Regions from separate parts of the Mus musculus genome. Here region 2 is linked to region 1. A link is a contact called in public ChIA-PET data. All regions are on one chromosome and are shown on one strand. Each heading gives the region's core, a stretch centred on a gene start, on an enhancer-like site or on the middle of the called end of the contact. The rest is flanking DNA. Distances are from core to core; before and after follow the strand shown.

What was found. ChIA-PET counts read pairs in DNA pulled down with a chosen protein or histone mark.
Region 2: an RNA polymerase II ChIA-PET map of memory CD8 T cells shows a contact between it and region 1, with 88 read pairs. The contact joins two enhancer-like sites. A contact is called at or near these places in 2 of 39 promoter capture datasets (embryonic stem cells and liver), 1 of 15 datasets of contacts at CTCF or cohesin (large pre-B cells), 3 of 484 Hi-C or Micro-C datasets (the G1E-ER4 cell line, bone marrow-derived macrophages and embryonic stem cells), 4 of 115 datasets of contacts at active chromatin or transcription factors (the HPC-7 cell line, double positive thymocytes, embryonic stem cells and 1 more) and 5 of 9 other capture datasets (adipose tissue, embryonic stem cells, liver and 2 more).

The regions. Positions count from the first base shown.
Region 1 is chr1:127,828,592-127,831,965 of GRCm38.p6, forward strand. It overlaps Map3k19 (mitogen-activated protein kinase kinase kinase 19), which reads right to left. Exons shown (of 14, transcript NM_011737.2): 9 at 1,680-1,939; 10 at 465-508. Among named protein-coding and RNA genes, the nearest start is that of Map3k19, 25 kb to the right of the region's middle. Within about 2 kb of position 1,785, at least 58 of the 459 cell types and tissues checked have an H3K27ac peak or open chromatin away from gene starts, as enhancers often do. A contact at or near this core is called in memory CD8 T cells, where this site is marked.
Region 2 is chr1:127,952,276-127,955,649 of GRCm38.p6, forward strand. Zranb3 (zinc finger, RAN-binding domain containing 3) reads right to left here. Exons shown (of 21, transcript NM_027678.3): 21 at 1,904-2,790. The coding sequence ends at 2,692. Among named protein-coding and RNA genes, the nearest start is that of Gm28800, 6.9 kb to the right of the region's middle. Within about 2 kb of position 1,821, at least 10 of the 459 cell types and tissues checked have an H3K27ac peak or open chromatin away from gene starts, as enhancers often do. A contact at or near this core is called in memory CD8 T cells, where this site is marked.

The DNA of each region.
Region 1 (3,374 bases), core at 535-3,034:
CCTGTCCCCCAAACTTAAACGCATTAAGAAACAGAGACAAAATGAAGGAAAAACGAAGACAGAAAATGAAGAGACCTGTTCACCCCACTACCCAGGAGCAGGAGATGGCCCAGAGAAGCACCTCACAGGACATGGAATGGTTTTCCCATGAATACTTAGCTTCTCCATAAAGTAGTCATCCTTTTTTAAATTTTCTCCACAATATTATTGCTGAAGATTTGACTGAGAAGTTTGTGGGAGCTTGTCATTGTTGTTGAGATTTATGGATTTTGTTATTTCTTTCTTTGAGACAGAGTTTCTCTGTGTAGCCATGGCTGTCCTGGAACTAGCTCTATAGACCAGGCTGGTCTCGAACTCATAGAGATCTGTCTGCCTCTGCTTCGAGAGTGCTGGAAATTAGAGTGTGCACCACCACCACCCTTATTGTTGTTTAATGAAGTCAAACATGCTGGAACTGATCTTACCCCAGTTCTTCGGCTACTGTAGCTTATGTCAGAGGTAGGAAACTCTATAACAAAAGAAACAAGAACTGGGTGTTATTAGTAGTAGGCTGAAGAGTTCATAGATGGAGCAGGAGATATGCGGGAAAGTGTTTCAGAGTATATTCTCCCTGTGTGGTATACATAGTGCTGTGAAGTGATTTCAGAAAACCTTAGCCTAAAGCTACCAGAAGGGGTGTTATAGGTTTGTTCATTTGTTTTTGAGAGCTGGTCTCATAGAGCAGCCTACATGTAGTTAGTACCTTGAATTCCCTAGGTAGCCACGGATACCCTTAAACTTACAATCCCCCTGCCTCCACCCCCTGAGTGTTACAATTACAGGTGTGTGTCCTGCCCAGCTTAGTATGGGAAGCAAACCCAGAGCTTCGTGGATGCTAGGTAAAACTTGATCAGCTGAGCCACATGCCCGGCTCCTACACTAGCTTATTTATTTTTAGTTCATGAAATACTCTTCCCTGAAACACATACAAAATGCATTTCCTTTCCAGCCATTTGCTCCCATTGCCTTCAGTATTGTCATTATTAAGCCTATTGTTAGTCGTGTGTGTGTGTGTGTGTGTGTGTGTGTGTGGTGTGTGTATGCATGCACACGGGCACATATGTGCAGAGGCGAAGGCATCTTCATTCCATCATGTGCCTGTAGCAGTCAGAGGACACAACCATTTGGGCACCACTGTCCTCGTTTGAAACAAGACCTCTCCCTAGCCTGGAATCTGTCAAGTTGGCGAGGCTTCCGGCCATTGAGCCCCAGGGATCCTCTGACTCAGCCTCCCCTGGGCTTCGGTGACAAGCGCATGTCATCATATCTGACTTTTTTTAAAAAAACAAAAAAACAAACAACAACAACAAAAAAAAACATGGGCTTGGGGAATTTAACTCAGATCCGTGTGCTTGCAAGCACTTCACTGAGTTATCTCTCCAGCTCCACTGTAGAATTAAATGCTCAATTTAATATGTTCCCTCTTAATTGTGGTTTCCATATTTTTATAGAGATACATAAAATCATATGAGTAAATACGGCCTGAACAGAGAAGTAAGATTGTTTAGGGACAGGGAACTAACAGGAAGAAGGGGTGAGGAGAGGGAGAGCATGGAAGGATGAGGGGGCATATGCTGTCATACATTATGTACCTGTATGGATACTCTAAACGTACACGCATAAGCAAGAGCTTGACTCACCATCAGATTGCCTTTGCTGTTCTTTCAGAACACAAGGAGCCACCTCCCCAGCTGCAGATGCAGCAAGGCTTGAGTCTAAGCAAGGTCTGGGTGGTGAGAGAGCCACGTCCACACCACAGAGCTCCTCAGAACTTCCGTCTGTCTTCAGAAGTGAAGGCTGTGTGGTTAGCATCCTCCCCGTGAGGCCCACCATCTCCGCGTCATCTGGTGGAGAGACAGGATGCACTTGTTCCCGTTCCTGATGCTCTGAAGTCACCTGACTGAAAGGAGAGAGATGGGGAAAACTCATTTGCTGGTATAGTTCAGATCTCAGGGGGTCTCTCTGTGATCAAAGTTTGGTCCCTTGCATATGACGATGTCGGAGGAGGTGGTACCTAATGGCTGGGAGAATGTCTTGGAGGGGGTTCCGGCACTTGTCACTGTGTTCTCTTCATGACCACCCTGAAGGAAGCAGCCTCCTCCCCAGCCTGCTCTCCACCATGATGTGCAGCTGTCTTACACCACAAAACCAAAGCAACTGTGGAACGAACCTCTGAAACCAAACCAAATTCCTCTCTGTACACTCTCTTAAGTGTTTTGCCAGTTACAGAAAACTGATGGTACATTCCCAGTATCCTCCAGATCTGCAGGTCTCAGACCAGAGAACGTGTTGGGAAGTTAGGAAAATTGGTTCCCACGTGGTCTGGTTGAGTGGGGCTGTGGACTCCTACCAGGAGAAGTCCCCCTGCTTGTCCTGGCCTGCTCCTGCCAGCTCTGCCTTCTGGATTCAGTCCTAGTCAGTGATCCTTTCTTAGTCCCCGTTCGTGGGAACAGGAGAGTCAGACAAAACGAATTAATTAGCCAGGCCAGTACTCTCAAATTGTCTGCAATGGGAAACTGGTTTCTATTTTCATTAGCTACTTTTATTACCTTATTTTTATTATTTATTTTTTGAAACAGAGTCTTATATAATACAAGCTAGTCCCAAACTAGCTATGTAGCCAAGGATGGCATTGAACTTGGAAGCCTCCTGCCTCTACCACCCAAGTGTTAGGATTACAGGCATGCACCACCATATCCGGTTTATGAAGCACTGAGGATCAAACTCAGGGCTTCATGTATGCTAAGAAAGCCCTCTGCCTGCTGGGCTGCACCCCCAACTCCATCGTTTAGTTCTTTGAGAAAGACAGAGCCTTGCTTTTGTATAGTTAATCTTCCAAACAAAACAGCCACCATTTCCATCAGGCTGACTATTCCTGCTGGTAGGAGATCTATCACTAGCCAGTTTACTAGGAGGGTCGTGGAACCTCACCTGAGATTCTAGCTAGTCCTGCCAACCAACTGTACACAATTCTGTCCTAATTGCATGGGACCTCAGGAGGTATTAGGGTATAAACGATAAGGAAGGTTAATTGACAAAGACTCCATACCTGACTCTGGGGAAGCCAACATCGGTACTGGTTGAAGACTTTCCAATGTGGCTGCTTTGGGGTTTCCATGCTCCCATAAGCCCCTCCCCGATGCTCTCTAAGTGACCTCTGGTAGAGCCATGCTTTAGTTTGTCTTTGGGACCTTATAAGGAGGGGTAGACACTTTTTACATCTCATTGGGGAAAGAGATTTCCCAAGAGTGCCGCCTGCCCTAGAACAAGATATGTAAACCAGGCTGACCTTAAGCTTGTAGTCATCTTCCTGTCTCTGACTTTTGAATTCTAGT
Region 2 (3,374 bases), core at 571-3,070, 120 kb after region 1:
ATTTCGAAAACACGTTCTACCAGGCCTGGCCCTCTGGTCGTCTCTCAGGTCCTCCACTTGCTCTTCTTAGTGTCTTTTTGAGACAGAGAACCATGCAACACAGGCTGGCCTCAAATGCACTGTGAAGTCAAAGGTGACCTTGAACTCCTGATCCTCCTGCCTCCAGCTCTCCAGGGCTGGATTACTGGCATGCACCACCATGCCTGGCTTTTGTGGTGCTAGGGATGGAAGCCAGGGCCTTGTACGTACTTCAGTTAACAAGACCCATTAGCCAGAAGCAAAGCCAAAAAGCAAGGTTAGTACATTTAGAGACTTTCCCAGAACTGTGGACTTTGATGGATTAGGTCTTTGTGTTCATTTTGGCAGGTGGTGCTGTTTACAAGCTGAGTTTACAGCCTGAATGGTACTATCATCATGGAGTCAGTTGTGCTAAGGTCTGGGGGGCCTGTTACAAAACAATCAGGCATAACTGACATCTAAGAACTCTCTCCTGAGAATTCCCACTACAGTGAATGAGGAGCAAGCCCCACTGACTGACCTACTTACACCAAAGTCTGCCAAGAAGACCACATGCTGGAGGGGAGGGGCCGTGGGCTGGGCCTGCATTTCTTGCCTGCGAACCATGATGATTGGTTACTGGAAATAAGGTGGAAAATTGCAAAAAGGCAGGTGTGCAGAGCAGGAAAGAGGCCAGACAGTGCAGGATCTGCTTTATAAGAGAGACAGCTCCACCTGACGTCACGCAATAGGTCAGTTATAGACTTGATGACACTCTGCAAGGATAGCTCACAGTGCATAAGGCTTCTACAAATAAGGTGTGACCTGGTAGCTGCTAACTAACATTAAGCATTTGACGTGGTTTGCATCCCAGTGTACACACATGGGCGCCTCTGGGGATGGAATTCCTCCTTGGATCTGAGAGTGATGCTTTTTTGATTGTCACTCTTCCTGCAGGGGACGTTGCTGGAATGGCTTCGCCCTTTCCTGTCATTATCCCTATTTTCTTTTTAAAAGGTTACTTAAATATTTTTTTCAAATTTATTATATTCATCTTTGTATGGGTGTTTTGCCTGCATGTGTAGCTATGGATAATTCGTGTGCTAGTGTCCAAGGCCAGAAGAGGGACAGTTCTGAGCTTCCACGTGGGTCCTGGGACCCAAACCCTGGCGCTTGAGAAGGACAGTTCGTGCTCTTCCCACCGAGCCACCTCTCCAGTCCATCATTAGCACGTGTCTCATTAATGTTACCATTGGGTTTGACCTACATTTAACCTTCTGGTTGTTTTTATGTGGTGAATTTTATCACTATTAGTCTTGTGTGTATGTGTGTATGGAGAACATGCACATGGAGGCCAGATGTCACTAAACCAGAAGCTTACCTCTTCCCTGGACCGTTGGCCTGGGAGCCCCAGGGATCCTTCTGTTTCTGGCTACTCGGTGCTGGGGTCACAGGTGCCACCACACCTAGGTTTTCACACAGGTTCTGTGGCTCAGACTTAAGCTATTATGCTGTGTGGCCAGCAGCTCATCAACTGAGCCACCTCCCAACCCCACTGTCACTTTATTGTGGAAACGGGGTCTTACCACATGGCCTTGCCTGACCTAGAACTCACTCTGTAGACCAGGCTGGCCCCAGACTCATAAAGATCCGCCTGCCTCTGCCTCCTGAATGCTGGAACTAAAGGCGTGCGCCACCACGATTTGTTGGCCATCCTTCTTTTTAAGAGGTAACAGAAATAAACCTAATAAAATAGGATATGGAGAAGGAGAGATGGTCCCGTGGTTAGCAACTCAGTCTGCAGCATCTGTCAGAGCTGCTGTGTGGCAGGCCTGGGAGCTACACCACCTCTGTGGGCAACTGCGCATCTCCCCCGGCCCCACAGGGATACACGTACCCATAATTTAAAAATATTTTTAAAAAATTACAAGGTTTATTGAAAGAACAGAACAAAACAAATCACTACCAGGATTTTAAAACCAGGAAACGAGGACCAGGAGACAAAATCTGTTTTGACAATTAGCCTGATTTTATACATTAAAAACAAAACAAACCATGACAGGAAACAAGGGAGCAAACAGGAAAACAGAAGCGAGGCTGTGCGGCACTGTGGTCTCTCACTTGTTCTCATGGTTACTCAGAGCACAGCAGTTGTACACAGACACCATGTGAGCTTACAATCAGTTCATTAACAAAAGCATCTCTTCAATGAAGAGGACTGGCCCAGAAATCAAGCAAGGAGGCTGCACCCCAAACATGCGCCTGAGCTGTAATCATTCCTTACTAATCATGGCTTGTCTCCAAAATGTCCCTGATTGTTCTGGAATGTTCCCTTTATACTACACAGTCCAGAAGCAATGGTGATCAAGAGCTGTCAGGTTTGCGTGAATATATTTGTCCCACACTATCCATGCCCAATGCAGTGATTAAGGTGTAGAAGGGGAAAAAAAGCGGAACAAAATCTTGCTGAAACATAATTGACAATCTTCATGAGTCAGGAAGACCCCAGAATCTTCCCATCATCCCTCAGTTTCTGTTAAGTATGTAACACTAAGAGAGCTTAGCAAAAATCTAAATTTCAGTTATTGACTTATATTTAAAAACTTCCTATTCTTAAAATACTAGACATACATGAAGATGAATTGTGACAACTGCTTCTGCCTGCAGGCCATCTGCTTCTGTTTATATCTCGCCTTACTTCTTCACCAGAAACCGGGTGATGTCTGATCCGTGCTTTGTTGCCAGAGAGAGTCGTCTCACCTGACTTCTTTCCTTGGCTTGCTGGGCAGTTCTCTAGGAGGAAGCAGATACATAGCTTAGGTTAGGGAGAAAGCTTTCTGCTGAAGCCTGGAAAAAGGCACATTATCCATATATGCAGTGCTTACCCACAGGAAATGTCCTGAGAGCCTAGGTTTACCAGTCTCAGTTATAGGAAAACATTCTTTTGGGGCAGAGACTGAAGGAATGACCATCTAGAGACTGCTCCACCTGGGGATCCATCCCATAAACAACCACCAAAACCAGACACTATTGCAGATGCCAAGAAGAGCTTGCTGACAGGAGCCTGGTATAGCTCTCTCCTGAGAGGCTCTGCCAGTGCCTGGCAAATACAGAAGTGGATGCTCACAGCCATCCATTGGACAGAGCACATGGTCCCCAATGAAGGAGCTAGAGAAAGTACCCAAAGTCTGAAGGGGTTTACAGCCCCATAGGAGGAACAACAGTATGAACTAACCAGTACTCCCAGAGCTCCCTGGGACTAAACCAACAACCAAAGAAAACACATGGTGGGACTCATGGCTCTAGCTGCATATGTAGCAGAAGATGGCCTATTCGTCATCAATGGAGAGGCCCTAGGTCCTGTGAAGGTTCTGTGC